2 separate regions of the Podarcis muralis genome follow, and region 1 is linked to region 2. Evidence: chromatin contacts called from public Hi-C data. All regions are on one chromosome and are shown on one strand. Each heading gives the region's core, a stretch centred on a gene start, on an enhancer-like site or on the middle of the called end of the contact. The rest is flanking DNA. Distances are from core to core; before and after follow the strand shown. Region 1 holds the start of RBMS1 (RNA binding motif single stranded interacting protein 1). Region 2 holds the start of ITGB6 (integrin subunit beta 6).

Region 1 (6,498 bases), core at 286-2,785, 130 kb before region 2:
CTATGTTTCCATATATATCGTTGAACACCACCTCAAGGGTTGAAGTTGATCACAACTTAGAAATGTTGTTAATAGCAGTAATAAATATGAAGCACATTCTAAATCATCATATTTGTAATTTTTCTCCAAAGACTCCAGAAGTCAGATTCTGTACATCGAAGTTAAGATGTAATGGGAGCTTGTTCTCATGTAAGTGTGCATAGGACTGCAGCCTAAATGTGCCTGCATTTCCCTGCCTCTTTAGTTGTGGTACCAAAAATGTTGATGATGTGTCAGTCCAGGCTTCTCTGTTGTTGAGAAGAAGAACGCTATTAAATCCAATGTTAATTTTTAAGACGACCCAGAAACATTTGTTTCTATGCTGCGTGGCATACTTCATTATGAATTGCTCTTTCCTTTACTCTTTCCAAGTGACAACTGCTGTTGCTATAACAGGTGATTATTAGGTGAAGAGGATCAACCCTGAAACAAGGAATTGCACAGAGAAGCTAACTCAGCATGAGTTCTGGAAGCCAGAAATGGGAAGAACTGGAAAACTGAATGGGAGAAACAAGCTGCCAAGAGTCAAGGACAGAATTATGAACAACCTCTGCTCCTATCATGCTTGTACTGCATTTTATATATATACTTAATGGTACAATGTCAGATGTAGTCTAGATAGACACAAATGTATCCAGGAGCAAGTTAAATGAGGGTAGAAAGTCAACTATGTTACAGAATGGAGACTATGACACCCTTCCATTCCTTCAGAATTTCGCTTGGGAAATGAGCTGCAAGAATGAGCATTATATAACCCACCGAAACGGGGTGTGTTTTTTTTGGGGGGGGGGTTCCCCTCCTGCTCTGTGATGCCTTTCTTGATAATGTACAGTCGAGGCACCCCTGTGTGTGTGTGTTCCTGAAAAACCAAACTAAAACAAAACCAAACAAAATAAACTTTCAAAAAAACAGTCAAGTGGCCCCTAGCAGCTTAGGGAACGTGCTCTGCAAGGAACAATGCGAGGCTCGTTCAATTCTCCAAAAATGGCCCGGGGAGGCAGCTGAGCATCTATAGCGAGCAGCCAGGAATCCCGGGAGGCAGGTGCTCTCCTTTCCTCTCCTTTCTTTGAGTTCTCGCTTTCCAACGTCCAGCAGCCGGAGAGCACCGGGCGCCAACGCTGCCGGGCCCCTTCGAAGCAACCCTGAGTGGGTCGGCTCCCGCCGCTTGCTGGCCCGGCTGCCTCTCGGAGCTCCCCTCACGACGACCGGCTGGACGCTACTCCGGAGCGCTCGCCGCGCGCGCTTCCCCCAAGTCAGTAGTACTGGAAGCCCGTCCCACCCTCGGCGGGACTAAGCGCCGCCCACCTTGCCCTCCCCGCGCGCCTCTCTTCTCTTCCACCCCCACCCTCTCTCTCTTTCACCCCGGCCCTTTCCTTTCCACCCCTTGGCATTGCCACACAGCGGGCACGACACCCTCGGCTTTCCAGTCAGCGACACACACACACACACACACACACACACACACACACACACACACACACACACACACACACCCCACTTCGCGCGCCCGCGCGCAGGACTCTTCCCAACCGGCCGGGCGCTGGTGGTGGTAGCGCCGTCTGTTCCCTGGTCGTGCCTGGGCTGCTGAGGCGAGTGAGCGAGCGAGAGAGAGAGAGAGGCGACTCCCGGCCCTCGCGCGCGCGCGCGCCCTCCCCCCTCGCGCATACACACACGCGCGCGCGCGCGAGTGTGAGGGAGAAGAAGAGAGCGCTCTGGTGTCGTCCTCGGTGCCCTCTGCAGCCTCTTTCTTGCCGCCGCCGCCGCCGCCGCTGACGCCTTTCAGGGCAGCAGGAGGAGGAAGGTCTGGGCTCAGCCGAGGAAGGAGGAGCCCCGCAGCCACCGCCGCCAGGAAGAAAGAAGCCGAGCCAGGGACATTTAGTGGGAGAGCGCGCGCGCAAGGGAGAGCGAGAGAGCGATCCTCTCTCCCCCCCCTCCCGCGCCTTCCTTTCTCCGTCTCCTTCTCTCCCCCCCCCCCCACTTCCCCTCCCCTTGTCAAGTGCCCTCCCTCATCCCTGCGCTGCGGGCTCCCTTATTCCAGCTTCATGGGCAAAGTGTGGAAACAGCAGATGTACCCCCAGTACACCACCTACTACTACCCCCAGTATCTGCAGGCTAAGGTACAGTACTGCCGCCGGGCTGTTCTCTCTCTCTCCCTCCTCCGCCTTCTTCTTCTTCTTTTTCCCTTGCCAGGGAAGGGCACAGGGGGGCGGCAGGGCAGGGCTGGGCTGCAGTTTTGCAGGCTTGCTAACTATAGCCGGGAAGGAGGAGGGAGGGAGGGAGGGAGGGAGGGGGCGCTCTGGGGGAAGGGGGAGGGGGAAGGCTCTTGGGGATGGCATCAGGTTACAGTCACACACATACAGGAAAGAGCCTGCAGCCCCTTTCCTGGCTCTGCCTCTCCTCTGCTCCCTCTCAGGATATATATATATGAGTCTGAAGCTGGCTCGGTCACTGAACTGCAAGAGCTGCCTCTCTGTGCCCATCTCTTGCCTTGCTGCCATCTCCCAGGCTTCCCTCCTTTCTCATGTCTATCAGCCACTCTTGACCCTTCTCCTCCTCTGTTTTCTCCTTGTCTTCAGCTGTCTTCCCTCTCCCCTCCTCTTCACCCCTCCCCTTTTCCTCACGCTGCCTTCCTTCATCCAGAGAACATTCCTTCTTCTTTTCTTTTTCTTTTCTTTTCTTTTCCTTTTCTTTTCTGCCTCCTTCTGAGATGTATCCTCAGCTGACAACGCTCTTTTCTCCCCTTCCACAATGCTAAATAGAGATCAGTGCAGAGATGGGCATTTCGCTGCCCCTGGGCTTTAGGGCTTCCCTTGGGGATTTAAGTCAAGCCTTCCCCATTTCCGCTCCTTCCATCTCTGTTCTGTGCAGTAACAAAATGGGATCAAGTTTAGCCAGCCCTCATCCACATTCAGTTGCCTTTCCCCCTTGTTATAAGTGCATTGTAACTTGCAACTGACCTTAAAGATACTTTCAAGTCTGGAAACAGCTGGATTGCAACAGAAAACCCTTTTTAAAATGACGGTGATGGTGTGCATTTGAAAGTTTGCTTTCAGAAATTTAAACTGTTAGCCAGACTGTTTAAAATGAAATCGGTTGTCAGTAGCTGTGGTTTACATTTTAATGAAGCTCAGATTTAACTCTCATTTATCTCTCATCACTGGATGATGAGAGTCAGAGGAATCTCTTTCAGTGAAAGTACAGCACTCGAAGCTAGTTTGATTGCAGACGGATTTGTTGTTTGCTGTTTTGTTTTGTTTTTCTGTTCAAGTGCATTTGACATCTCTTGTTATGCTCATGTCTGTGACTATGGATGCCTGTGGAATCCCTAAGGCCAGTCGGTACATCATGCTGCAAACTGGCAAATTCAGGGCTGGTTGCATCAACTGTCTGGAATATTTGGCATCCCAAATGTTCTCCAGCTACCAGCATTGCGCACAATACACAAATTGTATCATATGTGAACTTTGACAATCATTATACAGTAATGGATTTCTAGCTAACACACCATCCAAAATGCAACCGTCCAAAATGTGATAAATGTGAAAATTCAATTGTGAACATTGACAGTCTCGGACAAATTGTCTTAAAACTTACATATAGGCAGGTGAATGTTGACAATCACTGAAATAGGACTGTTAGCACCTACTAATTGTGTGTGTGTGTCTATTGACATATGTTCTCAGACATTCATTAAATTAATCTGAGACTGCTAGTGTTCACATGGGTATCCCCAAAGTCCACAAATCTTAGCATTTGTTTTATACAAACTAGAAGAGTTCACATGCTAGTTACCTAAATAGTGTCTTGCTTCTCTTAGAGGGAAGCCACCTAAGCTTGTAAATTATAAAATGGAGCAGTGACCAGGCTGTGGCTAGTAGGCAGGAGTGCTGAGCCTATGGTAAGAGGGAATGGGAAGGAACTCACACTTCTCCTAGCAGCTATATTGGGAACCCTTGGCCTCCTGCTTTGAGAAACATAGATCTCTGAACTCTCTCTGCCTTGGTGTCTTTGGCAGCAGCAGTTTGAGCTTGGCAAATTCTTATCTGTTAGCAATCACATTATTTCACATCAAGTTGCTACAGATTAGCTGCATTTCATAAAAAGTAACCTCAAGTTGTTGTTGTTGTCTTACCAATGTATCAGCACTTTTGGATATTTTGAATTGAAACCATAGTAGGCATTGGAATATGGTTGGTGCTTAGAAGCTCTGTGTCGACTCAGGTTTAAGCCAACGCATGCATATGAGACAACAGAATGCATTTATTACCAAGTGTTATGGTTTATGACTGAAGTGCAACCTTCATTATTTCAGTAATGCAGAGTAGAAGCCTAAAGGGTTTGGTGTGTTTTTCTTTTGTGTTTTACTTTTCTGCACATAACAATATGAATAATAAATGAATGAGCTCAGGTGGGGAAAGCACACTTTTGCACGGGAATATTTGCCTGAGCTATTTTTGTATGTTATTAATAATAGAGAAACAAAGCACACAATATTTTAATATAGCTAATGCAGTACCTCTTGCCTTTTTTGCCCTGTAAATAATTGAAGGGAGAGATAAACTGTAATAAGCTTGCACTTGTAATTAGGATATCGTCTAGAGAAAAGCCTCAAGGACCATCTTCTGAAAGTATGCTTCCTGTATAAAGTATTTAATATTGATTTATTCTATAGTCAGTGACTTCTTCAAAACATGTATTGCAGTTACTCCTATGAAATTATGGTCTGAAATCACATTAGTCTTTGTTTCATAAGGGAAGCTCACACGCCAATTTGACCTACATATATGAACTGCTAGATCTGATGATTACCGTATATCCAAATTTCCTAATTTAGTGACATCCTGCTCTTTGTTTTCTTTTTTCTTTTTTGAGGGGAGAGGAAGAAAATAAAAACAAATTATAGATGGTTCCAATTGAAAAAGGGCAGACAGCTACTTTGTATAATTCAGTGGAATAAGTAAGCAATTTCTTGTCTGTACATAAATGTGGCCTGGACATGTGGGCAAATTGTTTCCATACACAAAAGCTCATTTGCCCTGTAATTTAGCTTAAAAGCGCACACTCACCCAAATAGGTTTAAATACTCCAGTAGTTCAAGTGGCTTCAGGTTTTGTTACACGGCAGCAATAGAAGTGCTCCACAGGTTTTATATAGCACATTTATAAATAATGCGATATAATAGGATTTTTCTTTAAAGCAGATTTAAATAAAAATTACACAGCCATCAAAAGAAGTGAATTGACAAGCTACTGGAATTAGTTTAAAGATCCCCATCTTTAAGCTAGCAAAAATATTCATTATAAACCAAAAAAAAAACACCCAACCCAAATGGGGTTGTAAGGTCAAATATCCCTATATGATATTTTAATGACTGTAAATGAATTCATCAGATTCAAAATGCATGAAGCAATTTAAATGACCCAGTCTTCATTTTTAATGTGTTCATTGCAGTTAGTCATGAAACATTCTCATTATTTCTGCAATATAGTCATACGATGAAAGCACAGAGTAGTGTAAGTAGCTGTGATTCCATCTCTTTTCCCTTCTCCACATTTAGATGGTAAATTTTGTGGATCAAGGACACAATGACTCTTCCCAAAATAGAAAGAGCTATCATGTATAGAATAGATTTTGAATAAGAATTCTCCTCTGTCTATTGCTATAAATAGAGACAATTTATTTTGTAATAAGTTTTTGGGTAGATTTCATAGGTGATCATTCAGCTGAAGTTAAACTCTTTTAAGTACTACATATTTCCATGGGAAAACACTTATATCTGTATCACTGTATCACTTAGCTTTGGCTGGACCCTGCCCATACTATTTATATTCCTGCAGAATAAGTGATCTGGTTTTACAATGGAGACATGATTAGCAGGTGATACCTGCAACGTTAAGGCTGTGTCCACATTCATATAAAACAGAGGCCATTTTAACATGCATATTTGCACAGCTGACCTGTTCTACTAAGCAAAAGTTTTAATACAATGCAAGTGCAGAAATATTAATGATGAATACTAGAGGTTCTCCTTGCATTTTGTTGAATTCAGAACTTCATGACAGTGGCTAAACCATCTGGAATGCAGGCAAATACAATAGCTTTTTACCTAGTCGTAATAAAGTATTGACCATGTTTCTTAATATAGCCTCTCCTGGTTGAAAGTATTACCAGTGTGATAGCCAGTGTGGTGTAGTGGTTAAGAGCGGTAGTCTCATAATCTGGGAAACCGGGTTCGAGTCTCCGCTCCTCCACATGCAGCTGCTGGGTGACCTTGGGCCAGTCATGCTTCTTTGAAGTCTCTCAGCCCCACTCACCTCACAGAGTGTTTGTTGTGGGGGAGGAAGGGAAAGGAGAATGTTAGCCACTTTGAGACTCCTTAAAGGGAGTGAAAGGCGGGATATCAAATCCAAACTCTTCTTCTTCTTCTTACAAAATGTTGCCATGTGGTTTATGAAACTT
Region 2 (6,786 bases), core at 1,465-3,964:
CATTAATTTTCCATCAATTAAAAAAAAAAAGTAGAGTCAGCTGCGTCCGAAGAAAGCAACAAAAATAAAATGTGGGATGGTTTTAAGCATGACACTATTTAGATGTTTTGTAAAACAAAACCACTGAGAACTTTCCTTTCTCGGTAACACTATATCCACTGGACTCAATAATGTGAAGTGCATAAACTAACAAGAGTCATGTTTTGGGGTTTCATCGACCTCATATTTTTTAAGAACAATAAGCAACATATTGTTCCATTATATAAATAGTTAAAACCTTGCGTAACAATGCAATAGTCATGATTGGGAATTACCTATGAGAATAAATTTCATAAAATTTGCAACCATAGAACATGCTGCTGATACACCATAATGCACATCTACTACGTTTCACAACTGTGGGAGTTGGACAGACAAAACAGTTGCACAAAGGGCACGTTGGCAGCAATGGTCTTTTCTTGCACTACACACACACTCACCGGTGGATGAAGGAGGGCTTCAAGTGTGTTGTGTTGCCTGCTCTGCACCTTGGAGGCAGGAAAACACCACAAACTTATATGCTTACATTTGAATATTACTTATTTGTGTAGCCAAAGCTATTACGAAAACAAGACAAGGCAAAATAAAGCACATTGCACCATTAAAACAAGTACAGGTAAAGTTAAGCCACAAACTTCTCCAGAAGACTTTTCTGTTCTCTTTCTGTTGAGGCTCAGCCCTTTTCCTGTCTCATCTCAGAGCAACATCCCATTTGGATTCTCTCTCCTTCAATCTGCTCCCTTATGCCCTACCTCAGGGCTTCTTTTCAGCCGGAACTTGCCAGAACCCTTCAGGTAGGCGACATTGTCATTGTCATTCGTGGTGCGATCCGGCACCTCTTTTTCTAGAAAAATAGCACTGCCCTACCAGTTGTTGTTTTTCTCCTTTTTCGTTCCGGAGGTCCGTTCTTAACCTGAAACTGTTCTTAACCTGAAACACCACTTTAGCTAATGGGGCCTCCTGCTGCTGCCGCGCCGCCGGAGCACAATTTCTTTTCTTATCCTGAAGCACTATTTCTGGGTTAGCAGAGTGTGTAACCTGAAGCGTATGTAACCTGAAGCATATGTAACCTGAGGTACCACTGTATTTGTAGTCTCCAGTAGCTGTTTATCTGTTTTCTCTTACTGTGTTTTTTAAAAAAACAACGCCCTCAGCTTTCCTCACACTTTCCCGCCTTTTTTATTCCTGTTCCTTTCTCACCTCTGCTCTGCTCTGCACTGTGAAGTGAGGGATTTTGACTGCCCCACTATGGGGAAGACAGACAAAGCCCTACAAGTCAGGGTTACTTCTTGGAAGAAGAAAAAACCCACAATTTGAACTTGGGACAATGCTTGGCAGTAGCTGCAGTAAGCACCTAATAAACCACCATTTCTGTAGATCCCAGAGAGGGCCCTTCTCTTGAAAGTGTGGCCTCTTCTTTTGAGTTTGACACAAGGGATATCACCCTCTGCCACCTCCTTAAGCCCCAAATTCTCTACCAATTTCATGGATGCCTCTCTCAATGTCCCAGGCGAATTGGCCATGTCCCTAGACTCATCCCAAGGCTTGATCAACTTTATGCCTAGGTCTCCTTAGAGGAAATACCTTTTAGGATGTTCACACCATTGTGAGGTGTTTAGTTTCCAAACAGGATGGGCAGTTTAATAGGCAATAACCACTATATTGGTGTGTATTTGTGAGAGAAATGTTGGGGAGGTAGGAGACATCATCAATATTTTTTAATATTTATTATATGATTCTCAGATAACTTTCTCCTATGGGGCCACATACAAATGTTAAATGATTTTAGAATTGTAGTTACATATTCATATAATAACATTTGTTTACTTCTTGATTGTATTTAAAAAACCCAACAACCACCCTCCAAGTTACAAATAGAGTGAAACAATAAAATCATCAGCTGGAACAGTTACCGGTAGTTAAAAACAGCTATTTAAAACATTAGTGATAAGCCAAACACAGATTAAAGGACATGTAAACTTTCTACATATCTGGGTAGGCTTGTCTAAACAAAAATGTTTTTAGCAGGCACAGAAAAGAGTGCAGTGAAGGCAACTGCCTGGTGTCAATAGGCAGGGAGTTCCAAAGTGTGTGTTGCCATACTAAAAGATTGACTTCTTATAAATGTGGATTGAGTATTATATACCACCTGTAAGAGTGCAAATTCCACAGACTGAAGTGGTTGAAAGAGCACATGTGAGGTAAGGTGATCTTGCAGGTAAACTGGTCCTAAGTTGTTAAGGGTTTCATATGCTAATCGTAACACCTTTAACTTGGTCCGGTAGCAAATAAGCAATCAGGTCTAAGCACAGGTGTTATATAAGGTCACACACCTATCTGCAATCATGCTGCACCAACTGCAGCTTCTGGATCAAGCACAAGGGAAGCCCCACCTGGAGTGCCCTGCAGGAATGCAGTCTTGAATTAACCAATGAATTAGCTCTCGTGGCCAGTCTTTCCCAGGCCAGGAATAGCCATCGCTGCCATATAAATTAAAGCTGCTAAATGCACTGCTAGCCACTGAGGCTATCTGGGCCTCCAGTGATGAAAGGTGGACCCAGAAGTGCACCCAGACTGCAAACTTTCTCCTTCAAGGTGAGTGCAGCCTAACTCAGGGTGGACAACGGGCCAAGTTCTCAGACAATTTTTTATCTGCAGCCTCTGATTCAGCATACTGATGGCACCTTGCCCCAGCATTCCTAATGACTGCCTCCAACAGCTTCATGTAGATAGTAAATAGCGCTAGAGATAAGATAGTGCCTCGTGGCAGTGAGGCCAAAAGCACTTTCCTAATGCAGCTCTCTGAATTCGGTCCCAGAGGTAGAACTGGAACTACTGGAACACAATTCCTATTGCCCAGAGCAGGTCCAGGAAAAGGCAATGGTCAGTGGGAACAAAAGCAGGAGAGATCAAGAAGCAGGAGGAAGGCCATGCTCCACTTGTCCTGCTCTCTGCAAAGGTCATCCATCAAGGTGACCAAGACCAACTCAGCCCCATGGCCAGGATTGCACCCTGATTGGTATGGATCTATATAATCTGTGGTATGAAAGTATCCAAAGTGCTAAGTTAATGTTCACAAGGGCTATAGAACTCTATGATGTCATACAACTGAGGCAGTTATTTCAGTTGGTACAGTTATGGCAGTTATTAACAGTTAGAGCAGCCAGTATGTTCTGCTATGCTAGGGTTGCCATACGTTCTGAATTTCCCGGACATAGCCAGGATTCGTCCGCCAAAAATGGCGTCCGAGAGGAATTTTCAAAAACTGACTAAAGACATCTGGGAAAACCTGGGCGTATGGCAGCCCATTTTGGAAGTGTTGGGGGGGGGGATAGTTTAAAAACTTATTTTTAAAAAAGATTAAAAGCTCAACAACTTTTGTATCTGGATTTTCACTTCTTAAAATATTGCAGCCCTATGTTATGCTGCTGTCCGCCTCAGAGTTAGTCCGTATTTATCTTAGATACAATTTATGTAAGATGTATTACCAACATAAGTAACACCTATCTGTATTGTATATATTTTAATCTGCAAGTGCATGTACACTAAGTAAAAGTTATGTTATTTAAACTTTAAAAGAGAGTATCTTGCGTAGTTCTTACAGGAGGGGAAAGAGAAATAATTCAAGGGTCAAACGACCCAGGCTCTCTTCCATATAGCTCTGAAATTGGGAACTAAAGTTTAATTCCAACATGATCTGTGTAAGAATGCTTGCAGCTGCCCCTCCAGCATCCTCCCCAAAAAGGGGGTATGTGATGTATCTGGTGATTATCTGGTCACTGGTGCTTATGCCAACCTTCCCTATCCAGATGTTTTGGGCTGTCACTGCCATCAGCCCTAGCCAAAAAATATAATAATTCATATCTTCTGGCTTGGATTTTGCATTCCAGGACAGCTATATTTTAATGCATTGAACAAAGGAGAATTCACTGTCCTTTTCTTCCCCAGTGGGACTAGCAGCTTCAGGCTCTTTACTTTTTGGCAGGATTGTGGCACCTGAGGAAAGATTAAACCCAACACATCACAACATCACACTCCTGATCAAGAGGAGACATGGTGGCTGGTGTGTGTGTGTGTTTGTGTGTGTGTGTGTGTGTGTGTGTGTGTGTGTGAGAGAGAGAGAGAGAGAGAGAGAGAGAGAGAGAGAGAAGTATTATACATTCATTGTTGAAATATGACTTAGTTTGGCAGTTGTGAGTCACAACACTTCAAAAACGAAGCACTGTAAATCAATGGGTCTTATTGCATAAGCCAGCTCCTCGATTTATATCTGCTGTGTCAAGAGTGTTTGTGAATGGTGCCACAGCACAGTGTCATGGAAAGCAATAGTACTTTCACCTACATAGAAGGATAATGTCAGCCATTTATACCAGCAGAGTGCAGAATGTGGGACAGGAGAATTGCTTGGTGTTCAGGACATTACCAGAAATAATGGCATTGATTCTGCAGTGGTTGAGTAACTAAGGCAGTTTAATGTTCTTTGGAGGGGGGGGGTCCAACTCTCCTTCTCTTCAAGGAGATGATTAACATGGTTGTTTGATCAGCCCTTCTGCTTTATAAGCACACCATAACCTATGCATTAAGTAGCACATTTTTAAACTATGGAATTTCTTCCTGCAAGCTGTAGTGATGGCCACCACCTTGGGTGACTTAAAAAAATTATAGAAGATAAGGCTATCAATGACCTTACTATATCTCTACTGTCAGAAGCAATATGCCTCTAAATACTAGTTGCTGAAGAGAAACGGTAGGAGTGCTGTTGCGCTATTGTGTTCATGTCCAGTTTATGGGCTTCCCATAGCCATCTGGTTAGCCACCATGAGAAAATGATGATGGACTAGATGGGCCTTCAGCCTGAACAAGCAAGGCTCTTCTGATTTTCTTTGGCACATAACTAAGAAATGGGCTCTTACATTCTTACTCCTTCAGGGCAAAGATTGTGCCATTTCTATATTCTGGACACTTTCCTGGTGTGAAATAGTGATAGCAGGTAGCCTTGCTCATGCAAACAGATTGAACTGCAAGTAGACCTACAGATTCTATTTAGTAAAATAGCACACAGAATATTCTGTGTTTGTCCTTGTGTTGTTGTAGAGTGTGTGTGTGTGTGTGTGTGTGTACGTGCACGTGCGCGCGCTTGCTGAAAGCACAAACACATGGAATATGCCAGACCCTGATCAGTCTATATGTGTTCTGTGTCCCTTTAACCTGGGATTCTCTAAGGACTATTAATCAGCGGTTCAGTGGAAGTGGTTTATCTGCAAGCTGCTGGGAAATTCATCCAAGGAGAATTTTGCCATTGATAGGATAACAAAGCCATCCTTCTTCACTTGTCCACAAAACATGAGTAATCTTTCTGTCCAGTTCAACTCATCTAGTTACTCATTGCTGTTAAATAAAACCCAACAGTATACCTCTCCAATAGACGTCTGTTGTGCCCGCCCAAACATTCTATGTTTACAGTGGGTTTGTATGCATTTGACTAATGCACTGATATGATCCTCCTGCATACTTCCGCTACATCTCTTGCATAAGTAATACATTGGCATAGCTCTGCCATTTGTCAGCCAGCAGTCTGCGAACACATTTGCTCGTCAATCTAATTTTAACCTTTTCTCACACAAGCACTTGTAAATCAACCAGGCATTCTGTCGTTCCCTACTCCCTGCTCTTTGTGGTAGTCTCCTTTATTTATTTTTATTTTTCATTTAATGTGCTTTATAAAACATTTTCCTTCTAGCCGGCAGGAAGAAAATTAAATGGGGCCTTTCTCTTTACTTCTAGAATGCTGATATGAGAATGCTGGGAACCTGTTCATTCCTAGGCCAAGGATAAATGATATGTCTGCTGAAAACGATTGATAATGGACCCAGCTAATGTAATTCGGCACTTTCCAAAATGAAAGACCTGCCCACCTTGAAAGGTAAGCCCTTTGATAAATGCATGGCTAATAAACTCACAGTACAGATGCCTAGATCCATTCTTGTCCTGTTGATCCCCCCCCCCCCCCCGGGGTCACTGGGGCTGAATCCATCAATGTATTTATAAATAATCCCTTTTTTTTGGTTTATTTTAGTCCAGAGCACATTCTTGGCATAACTGAAATGAAAGGGAGCTTGGCTCATATATTTTGGTGAAACAAAAGTCACTGTTAATATGGTTTTCTTCATGTGTGCTTTTAATGCCAATTTCCCAAGAATGTTACAGTCTGGTATATGTAGAACTGCATTTGGCTTCTGTGAATGGTTTTCTTCAGCTGCTCCTGGTCTTGGATAGTGGTATGCTTTTTAAATCAGAGAGTAGGGTGTTTGAAAGTTTAAAATACCAAAGTGGTGGTGTCTTGAGTCTATAATTCCATTCTGTTTTGTGGCACCTTAAAGACTAGCAAATTTATTATGGCATACATTTTGTGAGCTAGAATCTGCTTCATCAGATTCTGTGTACCTGGTGAAGCATACTCTAGTAAAACAAAAAAAAGCTTATACCATAAAAAGGTGTTAGTCATTAATGTCCCTCAATATTTTGTTGTTTTTCCTTTATCAAAAAAAACAAAACTTTGACTCTGACAAATCATTTGATTTGTTTCTCCAAGATTGATGTAATCAAATTATTTTGTTTTGATTAATGAAATGTCAGGGGAAATTTGGGTACAATCCTAAAACATCTTAAATGCACCTAAGTCCTATAAAATTCAGTGCAAATTATGCACATGGTTAAAACACTTCATTCTCAGATTTCAGTGTACCT

What was found. Hi-C and Micro-C count contacts between places; a contact is called where the count stands out from the background.
Region 1: a contact with region 2 is called in a Hi-C map of tail, with 2.9 times the contacts expected there. The contact joins the promoter of RBMS1 here to the promoter of ITGB6 in region 2. A contact is called at or near these places in 2 of 3 Hi-C or Micro-C datasets (blood and tail).

The regions. Positions count from the first base shown.
Region 1 is chr1:106,155,569-106,162,066 of rPodMur119.hap1.1, reverse strand. It overlaps RBMS1 (RNA binding motif single stranded interacting protein 1), which reads left to right and starts at 1,535. Exons shown (of 14, transcript XM_077936619.1): 1 at 1,535-2,156. The coding sequence starts at 2,082. All of the region lies in intron 1 of LOC144329282 (a long non-coding RNA gene), which reads right to left.
Region 2 is chr1:106,027,283-106,034,068 of rPodMur119.hap1.1, reverse strand. ITGB6 (integrin subunit beta 6) reads left to right here and starts at 2,714. Exons shown (of 18, transcript XM_077936610.1): 1 at 2,714-3,058; 2 at 5,824-5,962.